Linked DNA regions of Rattus norvegicus: region 1 is linked to region 2. A link is a contact called in public Hi-C data. All regions are on one chromosome and are shown on one strand. Each heading gives the region's core, a stretch centred on a gene start, on an enhancer-like site or on the middle of the called end of the contact. The rest is flanking DNA. Distances are from core to core; before and after follow the strand shown. Region 1 holds the start of Emc2 (ER membrane protein complex subunit 2). Region 2 holds the start of Eif3e (eukaryotic translation initiation factor 3 subunit E).

The links. A called contact is a pair of places that touch in the nucleus more often than the background predicts.
Region 1: a contact with region 2 is called in a Hi-C map of mammary epithelial cells, with 2.3 times the contacts expected there. The contact joins the promoter of Emc2 here to the promoter of Eif3e in region 2. A contact is called at or near these places in 2 of 12 Hi-C or Micro-C datasets (frontal cortex and mammary epithelial cells).

The regions. Positions count from the first base shown.
Region 1 is chr7:76,469,618-76,476,686 of GRCr8, reverse strand. It overlaps Emc2 (ER membrane protein complex subunit 2), which reads right to left and starts at 4,788. Exons shown (of 11, transcript NM_001113785.1): 1 at 4,725-4,788. The coding sequence starts at 4,764.
Region 2 is chr7:76,254,666-76,261,631 of GRCr8, reverse strand. It overlaps Eif3e (eukaryotic translation initiation factor 3 subunit E), which reads left to right and starts at 4,432. Exons shown (of 13, transcript NM_001011990.1): 1 at 4,432-4,525. The coding sequence starts at 4,436.

The DNA of each region.
Region 1 (7,069 bases), core at 3,539-6,038, 210 kb before region 2:
TTTGTAGCCAATTGTTTTGCTAGCAAACTTTTATTAGAACCTACGTTTGGGGAGGTTTTGTTTTTCTATGCTGCAATGATACAAGAAGAGACAATACAAGCCAAATAACACACAAAAGCTGCTGACATTTAGAACATTTAGATAGAAGTACTATCTGGTTATTCTTTATTAAAAAAAAATATATGCTGATGCTTGGCTCCATACAAGATTCAGAAAGAGCAAAGGATCTAGTGAGAGGACTAGTATTAAATCACCTTTGCCTCATCAACCTGAAGGTGGTGATTCGGGACTTATCATTAAACATTTCTACCACTTTGGTTATTACATACACAGGATTACAAGTTTCACAGGTCTCTCATGAAACTTAAATACAGCAAAACCGAGAGTTCATGTTTGAACAGTGCTGTGGTTTGGATTTTTGTTTTGCTTCTAAGCCGATTTCGATTACTATTAAAAGATCATGCACCCGTGCACTCCTCATAGGCTTTACCAATCTTTCATTCAACCTCATTCACATGTTGCCCTCATTTATGTAGTCTGCATTTAGGACTCCTACTGTCAAGTAATTTACAGAAAACATTCTAGTAAACATAAAGCACCACAAAGGGTTTGGCTACCTTAAGGAAGTAAAATAAGGGAATTTGGGGAGCATTCCTCCCTTGAGTGTACTTTTCTTTTTAAGCTGTTCCCCAAAGGCAGTACACTCTTCAAATCCAAGCTCACTTTATTACATACTATATATGTAATCTATTCACCACTCTCTGTACCTGCTATTAACTACTGTCTTTCTACACGGGGTAATATCAATAAAAGAGGTTACAAGGGGCTATCCTGTTCATCTTTCCCTAAAGACTAAGTCTCACTGTGCCAAGACACCTGGACCTCGAGAGATAAGGAAATAGCCTGCCTCCTACTCTGCTTCGTTTATACGAAACACCTTTCTCCTGTATTTCCTCCATTCCAATACACATTCTCAAAGACCACTTATAGACTCAGGTATATGAATCAGTATATATCTTTTAGCAATTATTCATAGTATCACAAATTTGGATCACCAAATCACAGTTACAGGACAATGAAATTGCCTTAGCTCTTAATGGATGGGGTGGGTACTAAATTTGAAGGCAAAAAGTAAGTTATTTAAGTGTACAGAAAATTCAGTAGAAGTGTTCTCCCAATTATGTATGGCAGTGACCTAGTGAGGTATGAAGTCAATCTAGTGCATTCCAGCACTTGGCAGCAAATGGATGCAGAGAACTTATTAAAAGAACAGTGTGAAAAGAATGAAGTAAACCTAGGGGAATTCTATTAAGAAGCAAAAGCGAGGGGCTGGGGAGAAAGACAGTGCTTGCTGCAGAAGGATGGATAAAGACCTCAGTTCCAATCCCTAGAACCCTTGCAAAAATATGAACATGGTGACACCCCCCTAAGTTATGGGAACACAGGTGGATCCTGGAGACCCACTGGCCCATCAGTCCAGCCAATCAGTGAGCTCAAGATGTAGTGAGACAAGCTGTTTTGAAAACTTAAGTAGAATCCAATAGACAAACACCCAGCAGGAACTTATGGTATCTACATGCATACACACATATATCATACACACATATACATACAAAAAGATACAAAATCAAAATCTTGCATAGAGGGCATTACCTGTAATGGCAAGTATAACAGAAATGTATAAAATATAAACATTTGAATTGGCAAAGTGTCTTCCTAAAGACCTTAAAGAAAAAGTAAGACATAGAAACCAAACTGTTGATACATATACAACACAGTCCCTGCTCCTCAGGCTCAGAGAAAATCCTGGAAAGGGGACAGGAAAGGTAAGAGTCAGCAGATCATAATGTCAGCTGTAAGACTGTATCTTCTAGATATGAGAAGCTGCATCCAGGAAATGTCACAACTGTGGTTTCTTAAGGGATGAAGTAAAAAAGAGGAATACAAACAAAATTCTCTGTAACATTTTTAAAAACTCATTTCATGTCTATTATATGCTAGGCACTGCCCAAGGCACGCTATCGAGCCATGCCTACACACATATCTCAAGAAACTTCGCTATTTTCCTTACGAGTCTAAATTCTCTTTCCTGCCTCCAATTTTTAAATATATTTTACATAACAAATGCTTTCAACAGGTCTTACAAAGTAGTCTTTCATTCTATTCATTAATATCATTTGAGACTTAAAAGAGTGTTAAACTTACTAAAGTCTTTTATATATACATTCCTATTACAAGAATTACAGGGGCTAAGTAGCTAAGAGCTCTTGTGGGGTAAGAGTCCTTGCTTAGCAAGCATAAGAACCTGAGTTGAATCCTTTGCAAAACATAAAAAAGGCCTGCTTGGCTCTAACCCCAGCACTAGGAAGGGGTTTGGGGAGGAGATATTGGTCACTGGGGGTTGCTGTCTAGTAGCCTGGCTTCAGGTTCAGTGAGAAACCCTGCCTCAAATAAATAAGGTAGAGAATGTACAGCAAGACACAGCTTCCTCTTCTGGCCTCTTTGTGCCTATGCATACCTACACTCTCATGTATGACATGTAACAAACACTACACAGAGACACAGACATTTACACAAACACACAGACACACCCATACATACACACACTATAGTGTTCTTTGGACCCATTTATGATGGCGATGGAGTTCTTCAGGATACAGCTGGCACTGTCCACCACATCTAAACAAAACTCCTAAGACAGGTTTTCAGGAAAATTAAGACTTCAGTTTACAAAAATAAGGAAACCGTGTTCTAGCCACTGAAGTGCCTAGACTAGAAAGCAAGAAAAGAGCGTGGACAACTTAGTGTTGGTTATTAATACTTTCAATAGTTCAATAATCAATAATTCAAGTTTCTTCCCTGTGTCAAGCACTAGTTACATAACAGTGAGCACAGTTGGCCTAGTTTCTTTCATTCTAACACAGAAAAAAATTTGAGGTAACATAAGCAAGAAAGTACTTCAATAGTAAGAAAACACATGATCCAGGAGCAGGTTTTGTTCAATTCAGTTGCTTGGGGTTTTCATTTTCTTGTTTTCCCTCTTTCCTTCTTTTGTAAATATGGTGGCAGGGGTAAGAAGATGCATGCTTAAGGGTCCTGCAATACGTAACTTTAGAGCATGATCCTGAGAGGCTAACATTTAAGAGTGAGGAAGGAGTGAGACTGTGAGGAGAGAACACTGTTGGTGGAAGGAATTGCTTGTGCTCCTAAGACAATTGCCTGACAATTTAGGCAATCTAGACAAGACAAGCTGAGCCAGCTCACAGAGTTGGCACCGGCAGTGGCTCTAGACAGATCTTTCAGCAGAGTGACATAATACTATCACCCAACAACAAAATCTTTTCGCTCAGGTTAAGAGCTTATCGACCACTTTAAAATAATTTCTTCTTTCATTGCTCAACAAATTTGCACAGCAGTAACTATTCGAAATCTAGTGATATCACTACACTTTAGAATGCCCACAGGAAAGGACGAAGCTATACAGAATGATTTTGTTTGCCAGCAGTGACATAATCCTTGTCCCTTGATTGTACACATTAATAGACCTTAAAAGCTATCCTTTACACACCGTCATAATATCACTTTTCAACAATCATGAAGTATTTATAACATTTAAAACACCCACTAACCTATCAACTTTACCACTGAAGAGTACGTGCTGACACGTACCTTTTAAAAATGAATTGACAGATTTGTTGTTCCATTAAACTATAAACTCTTTGAAGGTTGGAGCTGTGTATTACTTAACATACAGAAGAACTAGCACTTATATTTCTCTATCAATATAAAATCTTTTGCTCCTTAAAGTATTTCAGACACTTACTCACGATCAAACAATTCACGAAAATTTCACAAAAAAAAAAAAAAATCCCACAAAAGCATACAGTGGGCAAATTAGCTACTCCAATACACTGTACTGTGTCAACTTTTGGGAATATGGACTGTCCATGGACAGAAATTGCATGTTTTTAAAAAACTCATTTATTTTCTTAAGTATGACTCCCACCAACGTTTTTTGAAAGAGGTAACAGTTCACACAGAACTGATCCAAGATTTGAATATTTTATTTAAAGACTCTCCACTCTTGGTCAATCAGACAGGAAAAGTCGATCATATGTGAATCAAATTAACCAGTTACATTCTCCTTCAGTAAATGAATTGGCAGAAAGTAAGTAGGAAGCTATGCTGTGTGTGCTTTAAGTAGGTTTGACCAATGAATTTAAAAGGGGAAGGCATTCGAAACCCAGTTCTGAAAAGAGAACAAAATAGAAAGTGCATATTGAACCACATTTGTTTATGGATCTCCCACACACCTTGTCTATACAATTTACAAACACTTAGCACAGGCCTCACTGGACCTATCTCTTGGTTTCAAACAAGAGTCAACACACAAATCCCGCCTCAACCACGCCTCCCAGAAACCACATGCTGTGTGACAGTCGCAACCCCGTGTTCCTCTCGCCTCTTAAACAGAAGATGACAGAACCGGTGCACAGAGAGGCAGGTGGGACGGTGTACGGACCGGCAAAAGCGACAGGGTACGTCGCAGACCGTGGCTGGGCCCAGGAAGGAACCAGCCCCAGTCTCCACTAGGTTCAACCAGTTCAGGGAGAGCTGCCCGGCCGAGGACACAACGGGGCACGAATCTCTCCGGGGACTCTGGGTACTTCTGAACCATATCCCAGGGCTTTGGGTCTTCCTGCACCCTCCCCGCCCAACATTACCTTCCCAAGTCACATCGTAACGCTCAGTGACCTTCGCCATCTTCCTAGAACCTAGAGGCAGCGGGGAGAGAGGGCGGGGAGACGCAGCACGTCACCCGCTACCGGGCAATGGCAAATGACGAAACCATTTTTTATTGGTCGATAGAAGGGAATGGGCGGAATCTTCCTCCCATTTCTACAGCTCTTACGGGAAAGAGGGAGGAGCCGAAGGGACGAGGCCGGGGGCGGAGTCTGAGGGCGGGGCCAGCGGTGAGCTGCGGGAGCTGCTGAGTAAGGAGTCTGTGACACAACTAATCTTAGTTGGGCTGAGGTAACTTAATCTTTTTCCTGAGATTTTATCAAATGTGATGCCGACTCAGGGTTTTCATTTTCCTTTACACAGGTATATTCATTCTATCATAGTCCTTAGTCTGTACTTTATCTTCAGAGACCCCTGAAACTCAACGTTTTAGTCAAATATTTGCCCACTCCCAACTTTCCTCTATACATCATGAAAGTGGCTTTCTGTGGTCTTTTAATGTTCAGCTAAATAGAACAACAAAGTTTTGTGAAAGATTTGAAGGAGCAACTGTTATTCTCCATTTCCATTATCATGTCCCCAGAGCCAAGGAATTTTATGTTCTCAAGACAGCTCGGCTGCAGACCTGCATCCATAGTTAATATCTGTCTTATATTTAATTTCATTATCCTTTCAGATGCAAGTCTAGATTGAAATCTCCATAAGAGCAGCCAATGTGTAAGTACGTATAAAGAACGAATAAAGAATAAAGACACTTCAGCGCCTAAACTTTGCTTCTGTTCACTCATCTGGGGAGAACTTCCCACCAAAAACTTACTTTGAAGAAAGACTGGCTCAAAGGTGAAATGGCTGAATTGCACATCCCCAACAATGTGTTTAGTATTTCTAATGAGTATTTTACTGTGTAAACAGAGGATTTGTAAGCTGGGGATGTATGAAAATATGACAGATCACCCATAGTTAGGGGTTAGTGAAGAAGAGGCAATAGAGTTGAGACTGAGAGACCTATATCCCACAGCCTAGCTGTTGAAGGGTTTTTGTTTCTTTGTTTTCCATATCCTTAATGAGATATCATTGACAAAAGGATAGATAGATAGATAGATAGATAGATAGATAGATAGATATAGATAGATATACAGTGTATAGCTTAATGATTTGAAATTATTACCCCAAATAATTAACTTATCCATCTCCTAAATAGTTACCATGTTGGAAGGTAGAAAACACCTAATAGCTTTTTATCAAAATACCAAATATATGATGCGATACTGTTGTTGACTAAAATCTCCATCTAAACAAAAATGTACGTCTTTGATCAGCATCTTTCCATTACCCACTCTTGGCAATTTTTAAGTGAGGCAGGGGAAGGGAAGAACTTGTTGCTATCTGCCAGCAATGAGCCTGAAAGGACAGAAAAGGAAACTTATAAACCTGGGTTAGATTCTGAATTATTTTCTCCTCTGACTAAGCAGACTTAAAAAATTATTTCATTCAAAAAATTTAAATGCTTCAGTCAAATTCATATTCGTGTTCTGATAAGACAGTGCTGTGTAGAATATTGCCCCATACTGTTTCTCTTTCTTGCTTTCTGTCCCTCCCTCTCTCTATTTATATATCTCTAGCAATCTATCTCTATGTCTATCCCCATCTCTCCTTTCCCCCTTTCTTTCTCTTTTCTTACACCAATTCCTGTTACTTTTCCATCTCTCAAAGCTCAAAGGCAGACCTACTTTACAACTTACCTCTTCATTTTAGTCTTCCATTAGCCAAATGTCCCACATGCCCCTCCCCTCATTTTTGCATTTACTGAATTACTCTAAGTCCTCTGTGGGCCCCTCTCCTCTACTTCCCATGTAACAATCCAATACTTATCACTAGTCACACTGCGATTGGTCCCTTTGCCTCCCTTCCACCCATACTAACATATCGGAGTACACGGTGCTTCCCACTTCAAGAACTATTATTTAATGTGCATATTTTATAGGCAATTTCTTTCTAATATTATCTACTGTTATTAAAATGGGTTAACTACTGAATAGTGACTTGTCATAGGCAATACTCAACCCTCAGGAGCAGCGTTAAGATTGAGCCTGGTGCCTGGAACACTAATCTAACACAGCACTGCATCACAGACGACCTCCAGTCCTAACCAACAATCTGACCCCAGATAGTCATATCCCAAAAGATAAACCTAAGAAACAAGAAAATTTAAGAAAACTTGATGCCATCAAAAGTTACCAACCTCATTTAGATGTCCTCTAGCAAAAACGACTAACATAGAAGTTCATATATAGGATTTTAAAAGTGATTTTAAGTGCATGATGAC
Region 2 (6,966 bases), core at 3,183-5,682:
TGACCCATTATACTAAAAATGTACAGTACAATGAAAGGAACCCATCTACCACCTCAGCACATAGGTTCTAAAATTGGAGTCCCGCCTATACTTCACAGCAAAACCCCACATCAAAAAGTCTACAGTTTGGGGATGTAGTTCAGTGGCAAAGAACGTGCCTACCATTTGCTAAGCCCTGAGCTCTATCCTTGGAAGTACATTAAATAAATAATTATTCTGCAGCATAGAACTCAATTCAACAGCATATTCATGGCCTTAGGACAACTTAGCCATGATGCCCTGATATGGACTCATGTCTGACCAGTAGATATATGATCCCTGTTCTTCCTGCCATTAAGAATTTTTCAAAGTCTCCATCCATACTATGCTTCTTCTTAAATGTGTATGCCTTCCCAATCTATATGTACAGATAGAGGTAGTCTAATGCTAACTTCCCCAGGAAGCTCTTATTCTCTCTGGCAGTGAGTGATTTCCCCCGCCAAGCCCCAGGAACACTGCACAAGAGTATCCTCACATGATGTTATGATTGGCTTATGCTTTGCATAATTGCCACCCCTTTGAAACTCGTTCTTGTGGGCTAGAATTAATTTTTTTCCTTTGTCCCTCAAGAGCTCAATATGGTGATCATTCAATATCCATCAATGATTCATTAAACATTCATTAAATATTCATTAAACATCTGGTGAGTTTGTTAGCAAACTTTACACCAGAGTAGATCAGGTGAGGCTCCTCTTGTGTTTTCCCTGTAATATCTCTTTTCTGAAAACACTAGAAGAGACTACATCAATAAAATTAGATTTTCCATATTTAAAAATGGACCTCCCTTTTATATATATGTATATATAAAGAAAAAAGGCATTTTTAATTAACCAACAAGGAAAATTCCAGAGGAAAAGCCAGGCAAATAAAGAGTTTCCAATCTGTCACAACTTTAATCATAATAAATCAAATCCAGTTTAATTTTAAGGGACAAAAGAAAAATCACTGACTTCATGTCTTTTTCAATTTCAAAACTTAATAAATGGTTCTCACTGCCTATGCGGTCAAATCAAGGCTTCCCAGTCTAGCTTGAAGGCCTTTATAGACTCCCCACATATCACTCATGCAACCCACTAGCCGCACAACTGTTAGAATTAACCTTCGTGAAATACAGGACTATTCTCTTTCACACTCAAAAATTCTTTAAGGCTCCTCAGGACTTAAGCTAAATTTCTAATTGTTCTCAACTATATTTGACCCTTGTCCTTTTTTTATTTTTCCTGGGACCACATCCTTTTTTATAGACGCTAGTCTTCAGCTAAATTTCCAAGTTCATTTCCTCAGGTTACTCTTTCATTTTTCCATTCTCTGTGTCTCTGGGGTATGCACGTGGTTCCTGAATCACTTTCAGTGCTCTATTCTCTGTCTATTAGAAGATTCAGCACACCCAATCAGCCAGGCTTCATCCTCAGTATTCCACTGATAATCTACTGGGCATCAGCCTGATTGATACTCTCTGTGCTTCTCATACTCCAGTTGGCCTCTCATGATACTCTATTCTTCCATTAGTTATTTAGATCAGTATTGTACCTAGTACTACCAGCATCCAAACCCCATTCTGCATCTTTTTGCGTTCATTAGGAGCAGATTTATCACCCACAACTGATTAAAAGGGCCCGTGTTAAGATCATCAGTAGAATGGAATGTGCCTTTAGACAGGGGCAATTCTGGGTTAACATTTTTAAGATGGGTGGGTGGCCTCACCCCTCACCCTGGGGCCATGCCTAAGCTCTGGATATGGTGTCTACAGGTTCTCTGTCCCCTTTGTTCAGTGTTTGAGCTAATGTCATCCCTGTTGCATCCTATGAGCTGCTTGCTTTCCTGGCATCTGGAACTTTTGGGGCTAACACCAATTTCCCGTACCCCCTTCCTACACACCTCTGTTCCCTTTCCTGACCCTTTGTCCATCTCCACCCCCTGTCTCCTCCCACACTTGATCCTGTCCCCTCCCCCCCTTTCTTCCTTCCAAGTTCCTCCCACCCTTTACCTCCTGGTGATCATTTAGTCTCTGCTTCTAAGAGGTATCCACACTTTGGTCTTTCTTCTTGAGTTTCATATGGTCTGTGAGTTGTATCCTGGGTATTCTGAGAGCTTTTGAGAAATATCCACTTTCCAGTGAGTACATACTGTGGCTATTCTTTTGTGACTGGGTTACCTCACTCGGGATATTTTCTAGTTCCATCCATTTATCTGTGAAGTTCATGAAGTCATTATTTTTAATAGCTGAGTAGTTTCCATTGTGTAAGTGTACTACATTTTCTGTGTCCATCCCTCTGTTAAGGAACATCTGGATTCTTTCCAGCTTCTGGCTATTATAAATAAGACAGCTATGAACATAATTTCTCCTATCTAAAGGAAGTACAGGGGCAAAGAGTGGAGCAGAGACTGAAGAAAAGGCCATCTAGAGACTGCCCCACCTGGGGATCCATCCCATATGCTGCCACCAAACCCAGACAGGATTGCTAATGCCAAGAAGTGCTTGCTGCTAGCAGCCTGCTATAGCTGTCCCCTGAGAGGCTCTGCCAGAGCCTGACCAATAAAGACGCAGATGCTTGCAGCCAACCATTGGACTAAGCACAGGGACCCCAGTGGGGGAGTTAGGGGAAGGACTGAAGAAACTGAAGGGGTTTGCAAACCCATAGGAAGAACAACAATATCTACCAACCAGATACCCCAGAGCTCCCAGGGACTAAACCACCAACCAAAGAGTACATACACATGGAGAAACCCATAGTTCCAGTTGCATATGTAGCAGAGGATGGCCTTATCTGGCATCAATGGGAGAGAAGCTCCCTTGGTCCTGTGAAGGCTTGGTGCCCCAGTGTAGGGTAATGCTAGGGCAGTGAGGGAGGAGTGGGGAACTGGGGGTGGGGGGAGGAACGCCCTCATAGAAGCAGGGTGGAGGGGGACAGGACAGGGAGTTTAGGGGATTTGTGGAGGGGAAACTGGGAACAGTTTGAAATGTAAATAAAGAAAATAACCGAAACAGGGGAGGGGGATAGAATGTGTCAAGAGAAAATAACCAGAGTCAAATATTAACAGAAGAAAAATTGTTGTGGATAGTTTAAATAAAGTTAAATAAATGAATTGTTGTGAACAATTTAAACATGAATGTAGGCTATTGCCATGAACTATCAGGGCTACTTCACTTAATTAACTGGTACTTGGAGCCTCAGGCTCTCCTCTCCTCCAACTATGTTATATTAGTTAGGGCTTTCTAGAGAGACAGACTGATTGAATAATTGTGTGTGTGTGTGTGTGTGTGTGTGTGTGTGTGTGTGTGTGTGTGTGTGTGTGTAAATAGGGTTTTTTTTGAATGGGTAATAGGTTATGGTCTATTCCAAAAATGGCTGTCTCCCACTGTAAAGTCCAAGAGTATAGTAGCTGTTCAATTCAGGTTGGATGTCTTAGGAAGTCTTCAGTCGATGCCGGAATCCAGAAGAACTAGGTTTTTTTTGTTTGTTTGTTTTGTTTTGTTTTGTATTTTATTAACTTGAGTATTTCTTATATACATTTCGAGTGTTATTCCCTTTCCCGGTTTCCGGGCCAACATCCCCCTAACCTCTCCCCTTCCCCTTCTTTATGGGTGTTCCCCTCCCCATCCTCCCCCCATTGCCGCCCTCCCCCCAACAATCACGTTCACTGGGGATTCAGTCTTAGCAGGACCCAGGGCTTCCCCTTCCACTGGTGCTCTTACTAGGATATTCATTGCTACCTATGAGGTCAGAGTCCAGGGTCAGTCCATGTATAGTCTTTATGTAGTGGCTTAGTCCCTGGAAGCTCTGGTTGCTTGGCATTGTTGTACATATGGGGTCTCGAGCCCCTTCAAGCTCTTCCAGTTCTTTCTCTGATTCCAGAAGAACTAGGTTTAATGCCAGTGAAGGAATGAACTTGCTAAGGAGAGCAAGGGTAAGCTGGCAAAGAGCATAATCATCTCTCTTTTTCTTTACTTAGGCTTCACAAAGGGGCAGATTAAACGTGGGTCTTCTGATCTCAGTGATATGGATTTAAGAATGATGTTATTTAAGATAAGACCTCGTTGTAGTTTCAAACTAATAATCACTCTCTCCAATCTCTCAAGCAGGACAGATTTCATCAATTTATGTGTAAAACTAAACTCTTGGTTTCCTTCCTTCCTAAACTAGCATTACTTTATTGGTACAAGAAGGCTTTCTAGAAAGAGCCAGAACAGGAGAAATTTTGTTCAAGGCTTGAGCCCCACCCAGAAGGAGGGAGAGGCCGGAGTGGTTGGGAGGGCCCACAAGGCGCACGCGCGGCCATTGTCATCAGCCCGCCCCGGCGGGACCACGAGTGCACATGCGCAGTGCGCGGCCTGTCCGCCTCTCTGCGCTGTCAATAAAGTTATAGCGAACAAGCCCTCCTTTCCCCCGGCAAGATGGCGGAGTACGACTTGACTACTCGCATCGCGCATTTTCTGGATCGACACCTGGTCTTTCCGCTTCTTGAGTTTCTCTCTGTGAAAGAGGTGAGGAAGCTTTGAGAAGGAGGACGGCGTAGGAACGAGAGAGGCGCCTAGAGAAGCAGGGAGGTGGCGGCAGGGCCTACACACGTGCGAGCCGGAAGCCGGCTTGAGCCGGCCTGACACCAGCTGGGCCCGGTAGCTTCTCGCTTACTGTATCGCAGTTGGGGTGCTCAGGGCGGTGGGACTCAACTGTGCCTTCGGAGGAGTGAGGTGATAGCGCCGGGTTCTGACGATGCCGAGGTATTTACTTCCTGGCCTGAGGTGCAGGATCCTGGTGTCGGCCTGGTCTGTACTCGCCTGAAGCTGCGGTGGCTGTGCCGGAGGAGCGCTGGAGCTTTTGGCTCCTCACGGATCCTGTTGGAAGTTTCATTTTTCTTTTTAGAAACCGAGTCAGTGTCCTTGGATTGGGGTTGTGCTCAGAATCCCATAACAAGATTCTCTTACACTTAAAAAGTAGTATCTGGCACTCTTAATTTCCTTGAAATTGAGGATGCTTTGCTGTGAATTTCCGGGACTTTGATATTTACTTCGTAGAAATGGAGCGTACGTTGTCAGATGAGGGTGAAGACGAAGAATAACCCACAGTCCCACGAGCTGCAATGTAAACTTTGTTTCCTAGTGTTGATGTTTAGACTTAACGTAGTGTGATTCAGTCGTTAATGTTCTATGAGATATCCTCACTAAGTATGTAGTTTGGGGACTTAATACGTTTCAACTCTAAATTTAGGACATTGGGGGTTCTGAGAAATATTGAATTAGAAATATTAGACCTAACTATATAGTGACTTTACGGGGAAATTGATGCATTTTACTAATTACAGTAAGTAAAATGTAAGGCTAGAATTTTGTCTAGAAGAGTTAATGAATTCTGTTTTCTGGACACAGATTATAACTAGAGAACTGTAGATTCAGGGAACAGATATTTTTGTGTCACTGGCAGTTTTCTAAAAAGTGTGGTAAAACTGTTTTGATGACATATATAAGCTTCCAGATAGCTATGGTTTATATGATAGGTATAATATTTATATTCATAAGAAACTTTCTAAACAAGCGTATTGTCACTAGGGAAGAGCGAAATCAATTTTAAGTAAGTGCTGAAAAATGCCTTGACAGGTGAGACTTGAGCTTGATGGATATATTCTTTTTGCATTGAATTTTTCAGTCTATACACTAGAGATAAAAGTTCTGTCTGTCTTTTGTTTCATTTTCTGGGTAAACCAGGGTCCTTTAGCAAAGGTACATGAGAAATATATATATTGAAATCCTTCGCCTTGCTAGTGTAGCAGATATTTTGAATCTGCCTGAACTTCATATTCTTGTGGGGTTTTTTTTAATGCATTTATGTTTTTAAGGCAAACAGGGAGGAATGTGTAAGTGTAGATTGTTTATTCGTAGGCAAATTATAACTGATACTTAGTGGAAACACCAGGTAGGATGTTATTAAGATGTCTTTAATACTTCAAGAGGAAGATGGTTCCTAAATATCCAAGCTAAAACTCCGTCATCTCACTTTTTTCGTATGATGTGTCTGTAAGGTAACAGTGGTACATAGGGGACAAGTATTGACCAAGTACTGTTAAAATCCAAGAATTTCTTTTATCTTTAATGGGCAAAAAGGACTTTGGGAAGGGGGATTGAGTCCTGAATGCCAGGCAACTGGAACAGAGGCAGGGATCATATGTTTGCCAATAGGTACACATTTGTAATCTACTGGAGGATATGAGTTCCAGGAGAGTAACAGCTGGCTTCTAACCTAGGTGCTCCTTAAAAAGGCTTTTGACATTCATGGAATAGTTGAATGAATTATGTATTTGCATGCCACAGTTTATTATGTGAAGTGTCAGGTTAGATGGTGCCAAGATAAGAATTTGAATTTGGACATGGGTTAAGGTCCTTGCCCTGTCTTAATTCCTCTGCACTTCAGAAGGTTTGTTTTATTTTGTTTTTGTTTTTCTATTTTTCTGTTTTAACCAACTTCTTAGTCATTCTGCCTCTCAGTGTAAGCTCTGTTCATGTGATAGATTTGTTTGACTTTTGTGAAGGTTGTTTTTCTTTTAAGATAAGATCTTGCTTGCCGGGCTTTGAACCACTTACCAGCCTGTCAGTCTCCCAATTGCTAAATTTACAAAAGTATATCACCATATCCAACTTCTTTTTTCTTCATAGAAATTTGCCAATAGGGATGTATACTTGCTTAATGCTAGGGATTGAACCCCAATCTCTTCATGTAACTGACAGGCTGTCTTCCACTGTGATCTATATTCTAAGCTCTGTTTTTAGAAACAGTTTCCCTGTGTAGCCCTAGTGGTCTAGAACTCCCAACTCCAGAGGTCCTCCTGAGTGTTGGTATTATAAGTATATATCAGTGCCCCTGGCTTCATGAACTAATTCGTGTCATCTTGCCCTCCTACTGCTCTGTGAAAGTCACTCACCTTAATGGCAGT